2 separate regions of the Sus scrofa genome follow, and region 1 is linked to region 2. A link is a contact called in public Hi-C data. All regions are on one chromosome and are shown on one strand. The core of a region is the stretch at or near the end of the contact, and the rest is flanking DNA. Distances in the headings are between cores, read along the strand shown. Region 1 has its middle 110 kb from the start of C5H12orf75. Region 2 overlaps LOC102160723 (a long non-coding RNA gene).

Region 1 (5,732 bases), core at 2,762-5,261, 140 kb before region 2:
TTTGTCTTTTTAGGGCCACACCTGCGGCGGCATATGGAGATTCCCAAGCCAGGGGTCGACTCAGAGCTGCAGCCACCTGTCTATACCACAGCCATGGCAATGCCAGATCCGAGCTGAGTCTGCAACCTACGCCACAGCTCATGGCTATGCCAGATCCTTCACCCACTGAGCGAGGCCAGGGAGTGAACCTGCATCCTCATGGATACTAGTCAGTTTCGTTACTGCTGAGCCACACAGAAACTCCTCAAGACTTTTTTTTTTTTAGCTGAAAAATGAGGGGCAGAAGCACCCAGAGGTGTGTTTCAGAGAGCAGTCAGCAAGGAGAGGACGAGGGCAGCCCCAGGGCAATATTTAAATGCAAATCCAGCTGCATCAGTCTTTGGCTTAAAAGCACGTGTTATTATGGGAGCGTAAACACATGTTCGGATCGTGGGTTCTAATCCCAGCTTTATTAGTCGGATGCTCTCAGACAAGTTACTTCATGTATTCACCCTCAGTTTCCTCATCTGTAAAGGGGGGCTTAATCGTCCTACTTGTTTTATAGTGAAATCATAAGGATTAAAAAGGTTTATGACCTTGGCGTGTCACTCCATGACACAAACCATAGGCTGCGATTGTTCACCTTGTCACTGTTATGAATAGAGATTGGACTCTGAACTTCGCAGCATGGCAGAGAAAATCATCTGTGATCTGGCTCGGCCTATTCCTCTTGCCTTATCTCCCCACCTCCCCTGCCTCATAATCTAGTAAGGAACACACTTATACCACCTCCCAAACCATGCACCAGACAGCTTGGGTATGTGTGGCTTAGGTGACCTTCGCTCGCGCTGTTCCTCCTGCCTGGATTTCCCTTCCACCCTAAGTAGACAAAATTGATCTCCTTTGTCAGCCTGGTGCACCCATCGCACCCAGCTGCTCTGGGTGTTGGTTGCTCATGGCCCCCTGCGCTATTCTTTTCCAGAGACCTGCCCTGGATCAGGAACTGAGAAGTGATGCTGTGTGGCTCTACTGTTAGTTGTGTAAATTGGGGAGCACCCTTAAAAGCTGGTAGGACTTTTGCAGGGTTATTTCTTCCGCAGTCTGGTTCCGGCTTTCGTTTCCAGCCCCAGGTCCTTTCCCTCTATTCTTGGACTCCGCCTTCTCCCAGTCTTGGAGATTTGCTGTCCTCTGCATGCAGCCTTCCTGCTTCTGTGCACCTGCTCATGCTGGTGCAGGTGCAGGTAACCTGTTCTCATTTTTACAAGTCCAGATACAATAACATGGCTTAAGAGGCTGGTTGTGTTAAGTCAGACACTGCATGCCTGATGTTTAAAAGCAGACAAGCCTCCCCATCATTGGTTGGACTTGACTGGAGACCTCAGGCTGCCTAAACCTGCCTTTTGGGACTTCAGAGGTCAAGCGGACCCTGAGCCATTTCCATATTTTGAGCCACCTGGAATATTAAAAAGGAAGAAATCCTCAAACATTGGTGGAATTAAATGTTTACCTAAGTTTACATTGAATGGCAGGGGTTCTCTATATTTCTCTGTATAAACTCAGTTGAAGGTAATGTCAAGAATCTAAACTTGAGACTTTTTTTTTTATGGAGACACCTGCTGCATATGGAAGTTCCTAGGCCAGGGGCCAAACTGGAGTTGCAGTTGTGGCCTATGCCACAGCCAAGGCAATGCCAGATCGGAGACTCACCTGTGATCTAAACTGCAGCTTGTGGCAACGCTGGATCCTTAAGCCACAGAGCAAGGCCAGGTATTGAACCCCTATCCTCATGGGCACTATGTTGGGTTCTTAACATTGAGCCACAGCAGGAACTCCTATGGGGTCTTTTCTGGTCACCTCAGCTGGAAGCTCATTTCCCTGTAGCTCATAGTCTTGAGCACTTTGTTTAAACCCCTCTTATAACGCTGACAGGGTCTTTTTTCTTTTTCTTTTTTTTTTGTCTTTTTTGGGCCAGACTTGCAGCATATGGAGGTTCCCAGGTGGGGGGTCTAATCAGAGCTGTAGCTGCCGGCCTACACCACAGCCACAGCAACTCGGGATCGGAGCTGCATCTGCAACCTACACCATAGCTCATGGCACTGCCGGATCCTTAACCCACTGAGCGAGGCCAGGGGTCGAACCTGCATCCTTATGGATCCTAATTGGGTTTGTTAACTGCTGAGCCAGGACAGGAACTACCAGTCTTTCATTTCTGACTGTTACTTGTGTCTATTTCCAGGGGGCTGAGGTGCTTCCCGCAGATGGTTTTCTGGGTTCTTCTGTCTTTCAAGTGCACAAGAACTTCTTAGTTTTTTGTTGTTGTTGTTTGTTTAGTATGAAGTTTCTAAACACAGAAGTTAAGAATTTTTCTTTTCATAAGGTAGGAAATACTGGATAGAAGGAAAACAGAATCTTGACAAAACCTTAAGAAAATTCTCCGCAAATCTACCCTCAGACCTCCCAGGAGTCAAGGCCCAGAGGCACCAGGTTGAAACTCTACCACCTAAAGAGGGCTTTTATTTTATTTTATTTTTTATATTTTTGTTTTAGGGCAGCACCTGCGGCATATGTAAGTTCCCAGGCTTGGGGTCGAATAGGAGCTGCAGCTGCCAGCCTACACCACAGTCACAGCAGCATGGGATCCGAGCCATGTCTGTGACCTACACCACAGCTCACAGCAATGCTGGATATTCAGCCCACTGAGCAGGGCTAGGGATTTAACCCATGTCCTCATGGATAGTAGCCAGATTTGTTTTTGCTGAGCCATGATGGGAACTCCTAGAGAGGTCTTTCTGTGGGGTGCCACTGGCTCAGATTCCCCTGGGGTGTGTGTGTGTGTGTGTGTGTGTGTGTGTAATAAGGAAAGCTATTGTATCTCTGCTAAAAAGGCAGCAAGTTAACACCTTTTACCAGGCTACCCTAAGCGTGGTTATTTCAATGGAAATGGACAATGTGGGGATGTGACAGCGACAGGCCAAGGAACTGGGCTTTGGGGGCTGCTTCTGAATAAGATGGAGACAAAGGTGCCACCTGACTGGCACATCCGGATGTCCCCTTTCTGACCTCTTGGCCAGTTTCGCTGCTTCCTCGCCCAGCCTACCACCCACCGTCCTCCTGCCGGCCCTTGTGTGAGCAGCCCTGACCCGAGGTCCGAGACGCTCTCCTCTCACTCAGGACCTTCCCGACCCCCTTCTCTCCCTGTTGCAATGTGGACATCCCGTCCGTTTCCTCGGGGCCTGCTCTTGGAGTCTAGCTAATCTGCTACTGTGATAATGGAAATGCCTGCCTTCCTCCCTACCCCAGATAACACACTGGCAATTTCATTTTCACTCAGACACGGACAAGTGGGGAGCTGGTAGGAGCGGGGCCAACGTTTTCAGATAGCATCAAAGTTATTGCCGTCCAGCCTTCTTGTTATTGTTTTTGCTTAAAAAAAAAAAAAAAAAAAAAAAAAAGAAAAAAAAGCCAAGGACAAGCCAACCAACAAACAAAACAGAAACTGTTTTGCAAATTCAGGTCAAGTTTACGGTTCCTTGTGGCTCTGACATGTTTTTCCCCCGTGGGACTCTTACATAACAAGGCTTTTTCCAGCTCATAAGTTGTACCTACCCCACTTTTTTCTAGATGATTGGCGCAAATGAGAAAAATGTTGTCCCCTTCCCCAACACACAGAGAGGATGCTCATTTCTTTCCATCTCTTTTTTGCAAGAAGACCCTCCCAGAGGGAAGAGGACAGGGATCCCCGGAACCCTCATCCCACTGTCCCCGCTCCATCCTGCGGAGGAATCTAGGGATGTCTGTGCAGGATAAAGTGTGGCCAGGCTGCCTCTTTCTTGCCAGACCTCTGGCCCTTGTTCTTCTCTGGGTTGTTTCTGACCCGGCAGCTGGGCTGTGTGTCTGGAGAATTCCCTTTGCTCATTTTCCCAGAGCCACCCATGCCTTGCCGTCTTCCTCCTCCCATCTTTGTCCTCCGTGACGCAGGATGCCCTCCACCAAGGGGTTATCTCATTTCCTCAGTCCCGAAGGAAAGAGAGGAAGAGCCCATCCCATGGAAGAGAATCGTCTCTGTTTCAACCTCCCACCTAAGTCATACCACCGACCTCAGCAACCCCAGGGGAGCCTGGATCTTCCCCTAGAGGTTGATAAGAACCAAGGGAACACCATCTATCTCCTTTCCAGGCATATGGCAGACATCACTAATCAATTATGATTTTCCATGGAGCCTCAGAGGGCTGTGCCCCAGCAGACATTACCAATCTATCAGAGTTTGCGCTGGAGAGCAAATATTTGCCATCCCTGGCATAGCGATACTTCTGCCATTCATGTAGGAGGATGGGAATAGGAGCAGTTTTTGAGCAGCCCATAGCTAACAAGACATGGAACCGGGGCAGGGAGGGGGCCAAGATGTTTTCTTAGGTTTTGTGTGGATTTAGCTTTAGGGTCGGTCAAAAGCTTTATCTGGTTCTCCTGCTCTGGGCCTGAATGTGGCATCTCCCTTTGCTTTCTCTGCTGAAGAGGAAAGAAAAAGAGCAAGAAGTAACAGCCCTTAGGGGACCAGGAGACATACTCCTTGGGGAGGAAAATAAGTGATGCGGGGCAGGGATTATGGCAGCCAGAGGGTCCGGGCGGCAGAGGAAGGGGGTCAGGGAGGTGGGGACGGGCGGGCCGAATGGGAGCCATCCAGTTCTCTGGCGGCCCTCACGGCCCACGGTGACCCCACAGAACAACACGTATTCCCCTTGTCTGCCGCTGGTATTTAGACGCCGCTGGAATGTCCTGGCAGCACTGTCTGTCCAAATCCATTCAAAATTGATTTTTGTGTCTTTGATGGGGGGAATTTTGGCCAGGATCTGTGTCGCCCCTCCCACCCCCCATGTTTAGTGAGACCATCTCTTTTCCTTCAGCTTATTAGCTGCCTCTCTGTGGGAGGCTGGGCCTTCGCCTTCCCTCTTGAGCCGGTTCAAATGATCTGAAGCCGTCGCAAGGATTGAGGTGGGTCCACCCAGCAAGGCTGAAATGCCCAGATGCAGTTATTTAAAGCAGCAGCCTCTCAGCAGGGTTGACACAGCCCAGCGCTGAGAAATTGGGTTCTCGGCCAGGATCTCCCCACTTTGCTGGAGAGCCAGGAAAGGGGGAGGAATGTCCAGAGCCAGAGTGGAGGAAAAGGAGTCAGAAGAGAGAAGCTCTAGAGGGCATGTGGGAAACATCCTGGTGGGATTCCCTGCAAGGCCAGCTCCTCCACTCAACGCGCCTTTTTGGAGACCCATGGCCTCAAAAAGTGAGCTTGCTTGCACTGTCAGCAGCTGATGGGGCGCTGATAGGTGCCAGGGGCTCTTGGGGGCTAGAGAAGTGGAGGAAGAGCAAAGCCTTTCCTCCAGGACTTTACAATCAGACAGAAGAGAGGATAGGTACAAACCTAATTAAAATTAAAATGTGGAGGACAGCTAAGCGATACTAGGAGTTCAGATTATATGGAACTACAATCTCTCAGGCTCCAAGAACTAGATTTTTGGGCATTTGCATGTGTGTGTGTTTATCAAGAATTCTCTGCCCTCCAGGAGTTCCGTCGTGGCGCATGGTTAACGAATCGACTAGGAACCATGAGGTTGCGGTTTGTCCTGCCTTGCTCAGTGGTTAACGATCCGGCGTTGCCTTGAGCTGGTGATCCTCTGCCCTCCAGACAAAGGACTCCTCCATTCTCCCATCTTGGCTTCTTGGCTGTTCCTTGGGGTCACCTGCTGACCTTGAAGACATAC
Region 2 (6,022 bases), core at 3,233-5,732:
CTGTTTGATCTTCCTCTTAGGACGCTTGAGTTGCAGATGATGGAAACTCAAACTGGCTTGAGCGTCAAAGGGAGTTTGTTAGGCTACCTGTATGATTTTGAGCAGGTTTGGTTCACGAGAGGCTGATTCTCCAGGCCTAAATGTGATTAATAGACATGACAGCTTTCTCCTGTATCAGTGACATCCTCAGCCGGGCTCCCCCTTGGTGTGATGAGACGGCTGTCAGCATCTCCAGGCTTCTGGCCCACAAGGTTCTAGTCCAGAGAAAAGAAACTCCTCCCCTCCGCCCCCGCCCCCCAGTGTTTTCCACTAAAGGTCCTAGAATCCGGCAACACTGACCTAGCTCTGATAACACAGAAAACGGAACAAATTAGGGGCAGAACGAATGCCTGGGCCGTCAAGCTGGGTCATAGATCAGAAGGCCAGGTGGAGGTCGTTTGTCCACTCCCGGAGCCCAGGAACAGGGAGGCTGAGACCAGGCGGGATGAGTTCGCAGCAAACAGTCTGAGTGTTTCAACAGGATGAAGCGATGGACGCTGGAGGAGCAAAAGCAGGCCTCCCTTTCCTCTCCCTTCTCCTTGCCCGCGGTTTATCAACACTCCGCAGGCTGTTTGTTTGCTCAAAGTGTTTGTACATCCTGCCAATTCAAGGAGGTAACAGGTACGACTGAAGTTCGTCTCTCTTGCGCTGAGTAATTAGGCTTCTGTGGTTAAGAAGAAAGACTTGGTCAAAGGAAGAATTCTTTTCCACGCAGCTGTGCTTTACCTTTCCTTATAAAAACGTCACGCTGTAGTAAAATAGACAAATCAGGCTTGCAAATAGAGATATAAAATGTTACTCACTGTTGAATGGGAGTCCTCACGCTCTAAAGCACTGTGTCCTATTGAGATGTAATAATGCTTAGTAAGCAAAAAATCACTTGTGAGACATTCACTGGGTGCTGGCACCATGGGTGAGTTGAGGGCTGAGGAGGCACATCATTTGGACAGTAATCTATCTTAAGGTGCAGTGAATGCAAGAGTATTTACTGAGGCCCAGCCCTGTGCTGACCATCTTTCTACAGGAAGTGAACTCTGAGAAGCCAGAAGAGCATGGTGGGTGAGTACATGCAGCTTTGAAGAGGGACAGATATGGGCTCAAAACCTGGCTTCATCACACATCTAGTGCGTGACCCGGAGGCCCTTGCCATTGAACTCAGTTTCTGTAGAAGCAGCATGCGAATTGCATTTATTTTTCATGGTAATTGTGGAGATTAGACATCACAATGTATTTGAAGTTATTTGGCACATGTCAGAAAGTTATTTGCTGATTTCCTGCCACTCATCTCAAAGGCCTGACCTGCACATGTATGTACACACACACACACACACACACACACACACACAGTCACTGATGTAATTGAAGCAAAGGCTAAAAATATGTGCTGTGAGCAGGCTGTCAGAACCTGAAAATATGCTGGCTGGTACAGGTTTTCCTACTATCAGTGCACTTGGCCTGCAGCTTCCACCACAGTACATGTGTCCAACCAAGCACATGGGAAATATTAATTATTGATGATACATAAGAAGCCAGGCAGGTGAACCATTTGAGTCCCTGTGTAGTTCAGAGCTGTGGCTCTCACACAGAAAGGAGCCTGTTCGCAGTGAGGCCAGCCCAACTGTTAATTATGTGACAGAAAAAGTGAAATTGGGGCTTTGAAACCGCAATGATAGACCCCCCCACCTCTGGTCAAGATGGACTGACAGGTACTTTATCTGTTAGAGCCCTTAGCATATTTAACTTCTTGGCCTGATAATTCCAATATCCATGACACACCTGGCTCTGTTTTTTTTTTTTTTTTTTTGTCTTTTCTAGGGCCGCACCCGTGGCATATGGAGGTTCCCAGGCTAGGGGTTAAATCCAAGCTACAGCTGCTGGCCTACGCCACAGCAACAGCAACACAGGATCCGAGCCATGTCTGTGACCTATACCACAGCTCACGGCAATGCCGGATCCTTAACCCACTGAGCGAGGTCAGGGATCGAACCCATAACTTCATGGTTCCTAGTTGGATTCGTTAACCACTGAGCCACGATGGGAACTCCCCTGGCTCTGGTTCTGATGCTTGTTCACTCTATTCAAACTATATGTTTTGCCTTTCAGAATGTCTTGTAATTTTCTGTTGAAATGCAGACATGATATTCTAGGTGAAAGGAATTATGGTAAATAGGCCTCTCGTGAGGTGGGGCCGGGCAGGGAGAGAGGGGGAGGGGAGTCATTTTACAGCCTTCACACCCAGTCTGCTGGTGAGTTAGTGCCCTGGACTCTGAACCTCACCTGGACCCCTCAGGTGAGTTTTCCCCTTCGGCGGGCCTGGGTGGCTAGAGGGGGCTGGGCTTGAGTCTTCCTGTGTCCCCGGTAGGCTAGGCTCTGCTCTAACCAGAGCAGGTTAGGCTCTGCTAAAACTATTTAGCAGACCTTGCTAAGATGACCAAATGCTCTGGCATATTCAGAGTAGTTCCTTTTCCCCTCCCCTTGCTGGAAGCATGGAATGTTCTCCAGTGTTCCCTGGGAAGAACCCCGCGGAGTTCCTGGAGCTCAAACTCACGGAAGAGTGAATCGCTGCCATGACTGAGTTCCCCTGGCGTTTTCTAATCTCGGGGCTGGTTCTGCTGACTATCAGCAATTCCTCCGTCACAGTTTAGGTTTGCCCACCTGGTGTTGTTTCCCATGGAAGTTTCTGCTCCTGCAAATTATGATTCTCTGTATCCACCTGTGTCTCTCTCTCTAATTTTGGAAGCAGCAGCTCACCCCATGACTTTACCTCTCTGGCAAATCTAAGAAGAGTTGTCGATTTCTTTAGTGTGTGCAGATGTTTGTTTTTAGGATAGACTGAAGGCTTCTAAGTTCCTTATGTGTCAGACCAGAAACCAGAGTCTGCACTGACTTTTAAGTCCTTATCCCGGAGCTCCCTCTGTGGCACAGTGAGCTCTGCAGTGTCTTGGGAGCACTGGGATTGGGGTTCGATCCCTAGCCCAGCGTTGCTGCAGCTGCGGCTTAGGGCACGACTGCAGCTTGGATCTGATCCCTGACCTGGGAGCTCCATATGCCATGGGGGAAGGGCAGAGATATTGCCCTGTTGGAGTCCCCTCGTGGAAAATAACAACCCTGCTTTCCCACTGGGAATCATGTTTTCTTGGCCACTGTTACAGAAACTGTGTTGCACTGATGACATTGATGTCCATGGCTTAACGCCTTTGAACTAAAGTACCATCTAGAAAATGCCAGATCCCACCTCAAGGCTTCACATTATTCAGAAGACTTTATTTCCAGGAAAAATTTACCAGCACTATAACCCTCTCAGGAGGAACCTTCGTACAGCACGTTCTGGGCTCCCTGCGGGGAGGATCGTGCCGGGAGGGGGTTACTTCGGAAAGTTGGAGGAGAGGAGGGAACTGACCCAATTAGAAGGATTGCTGTGAATCAAGCATGAGAACAGGTAACAGTTACTTTGTTGTCATCCAGGGATACAACAGTGTTTTATTCAGTGCTTCCCATTTTCCAGTTCTCTTTTAACCCTCGAAACACGCTGATGAATTGGGTAGCTGGCTATAGTGTATTGGTTAAACCATGGGCTAGACCGCCTGGCTGTCCATCCTGGCTCTGGCCCTTGTGTATGACCTTGGGTGCATCACTTACCTTCAGGTGACTCAGTGTCGTCATCTGCAAACTGAAAAGAGTCGTAGCTTCCCCCTTAGAGGCCTCTTTGTGGGATGAGGTGAATTAATATGTGGTGAATACAGGAGTTCCTGCTGTGGCACAGTGGGTTAAGGATCTGACATTGCCACAGATGTGGATGAAAAAGAAACACGTGGCAGTTACACAAAGTGCTGTCACTATAGCCTTACTTCCGTTATTGCAAGTCGAGAAACCAAACCTTGAAGAGCTGTGTCTAGGGTCACACAGCCAGGAATTTGTCGGCTTGAGGGCAGGGCTAGGCATTGAGGGACAGTGGGACTTGGATGAGCAGACGCAGCGGGGAGAGAGCTCCCGGGCTAGACAAGGAGAAGATGGTACAGAATTGCCTGCAGGGGACCGTGGATATTCTAAGTGTGGTGAGGATGGAGTTTCCCAAAATAAATTATTTTTTTTCCCTTTTTAAAAATTTGCCAGAGAGGCATTCCCTACAGCTTGCTTTTTCCTGATAATCACGCAGGATGCGATCTCCTGGGAAAAGAGGTGGGGAATGCCCCTCCCCCGCCGTGCACAAACGGTGAGTCATGGCCTATTTTGGTTCAGGTTAGAAGAGTAACCTGGTGAAATTCCAAGGTTGGTTGGTGGAAAGAGCATTCTTTTTGGCTTTTCTTACAGAGCCAGATTTTTGTAAACAGAGTTTCCCGGACAGAAAGAGGAAATCAGGTTCCAGTAAAAACAAGTCACTTGAGAGACAGGAAGGAAGTCGTGTGGGTGTTTGGGGTTGCTCGCTTTGGTTCTGGATGGTCTTCTAGTTCCTTACGTGTGGCCAAGGAATTTAATCAGCATTGGAATAAATCTGATAAGGACCCTGTGCGCTGATGGAACCCCACCCTTGATGCCTTCCAGGGGGGGCATCCTAGCATGCCTGAAGCTCCCCCCAGTTTTGCTATTTATGCCAGTCGGGGAATTTCAAGCCCCCCCTCCTTTCTTTTGCCTTTTCTAGGGCCGCTCCCACGGCACATGGAGATTCCCAGGCTAGGGGCCTACACCACAGCCACAGCAACGCAGGATCCGAGCCGCATCTGCAACCTACACCACAGCTCATGGCAACGCCGGATCCTTAACCCACTGAGCAAGGCCAGGGATTGAACCTGCAGCCTCATGGTTCCTAGTCGGATTTGTTAACCACTGCGCCGTGACAGGAACTCCTTCAAGCCCTTTTTGTATCTGTGTTTTATATAATGTTTCATTTCTTCCAAGTCTTCTGTGACCGTTGTCTCAAGGATTCACAGCTACCATGCTGAGGTGGCCAGGGCCGGAGTGATTATTCCCATTTTGTAACTGAGAAAGCAGTTGCTAAGAGAACGCCTTTCCTGCCCGAGGTCACACAGCTGGCAAGTGTGCTGGGCTGGAACCCAGAGCTTAATAAGAAGCCCTTTGGCCTGGGAAGGTACCTGTCCATGGGGGATGGGGCTAGATTGTGAGATGTGCAAATGGAGGCTCAGTCTTCTGCCCCTTTGCCCTCTGCTGCCCAGCCCTGTGCCAGCCTGTCATAGCGGGGCTCGGGTATTTCTTTTCAGTGCATTAAAAGGAGACCACCAGCACTCAAGGTTTGCTTAGGACCAGGTGAGGGCTAAGCCTTTTTATAGCTGGAGTAGGAGTCCTGGCTGGGGAGGTTCCCAATAAAGTTTTAATTAAAAAACTGCCCAAGGGATGTGCTTTTAAACTGTGTGGTGCAACGGCAGTACAATATATTGCTTTCTTCTGCTTTGGTCAGGGGGAAGGGCCTGGGACCAGGAGGCGGAACGAGATGTCTTTCTCTGCTTCTCTGTTGCCCCAGCGTGAAACAGCTACCTGTGGCACCTTCTCTGTGTCTTATATGCCTGCCCCATCCTCCCCTCCCCTCCTGCCTGTTACCCCAGTGGCTCCGGTCCACAGCCATCTTCCCCCACCCAAGGTGAATCTCTTTGGACCCAGTTTAAGAAAGACAAACGGGCCCCCTTATCAGAGACGGTGGCAGGAGGCAAGGCTTGGCGGGCAGGCAGCCTTGGTCTCCTACACTAGCGTCTCCCACATCTATCCCCAGCCTTACGGGAGCTCCCTGCTCCTTTGACCTCTGCCATGGCCCAAAGCACAGGCCCAGGTACGTGGTGTGGATGAGTCAGATTTGGCTCTGTGGAGAACACGCAGGGAAAATGCACTTGGGCAGCTGAGAGGGCGCCCTGTGAGCTTATCAGGTGTGGAATCCCAGCTGAGTGCGGTAGGGCTGTCAGCGAAGGTGCCCTATTCTTCTGCCTGCTCCCCAACCTCAGTGGGCTGCCCTCTGCTCATTCACTTGGAGGATGCC

The links. Hi-C and Micro-C count contacts between places; a contact is called where the count stands out from the background.
Region 1: a Hi-C map of liver shows a contact between it and region 2, with 4 times the contacts expected there. The contact joins two enhancer-like sites. A contact is called at or near these places in 2 of 47 Hi-C or Micro-C datasets (liver and skeletal muscle) and 1 of 2 datasets of contacts at active chromatin or transcription factors (skeletal muscle).

What each region holds. Positions count from the first base shown.
Region 1 is chr5:14,638,825-14,644,556 of Sscrofa11.1, reverse strand. No RefSeq gene overlaps it. Among named protein-coding and RNA genes, the nearest start is that of C5H12orf75, 110 kb to the left of the region's middle. Within about 2 kb of position 4,011, at least 1 of the 83 cell types and tissues checked has an H3K27ac peak or open chromatin away from gene starts, as enhancers often do. A contact at or near this core is called in liver, where this site is marked.
Region 2 is chr5:14,501,036-14,507,057 of Sscrofa11.1, reverse strand. The region is part of intron 2 of LOC102160723 (a long non-coding RNA gene); the gene reads left to right. Among named protein-coding and RNA genes, the nearest start is that of C5H12orf75, 250 kb to the left of the region's middle. Within about 2 kb of position 4,482, at least 15 of the 83 cell types and tissues checked have an H3K27ac peak or open chromatin away from gene starts, as enhancers often do. A contact at or near this core is called in liver, where this site is marked.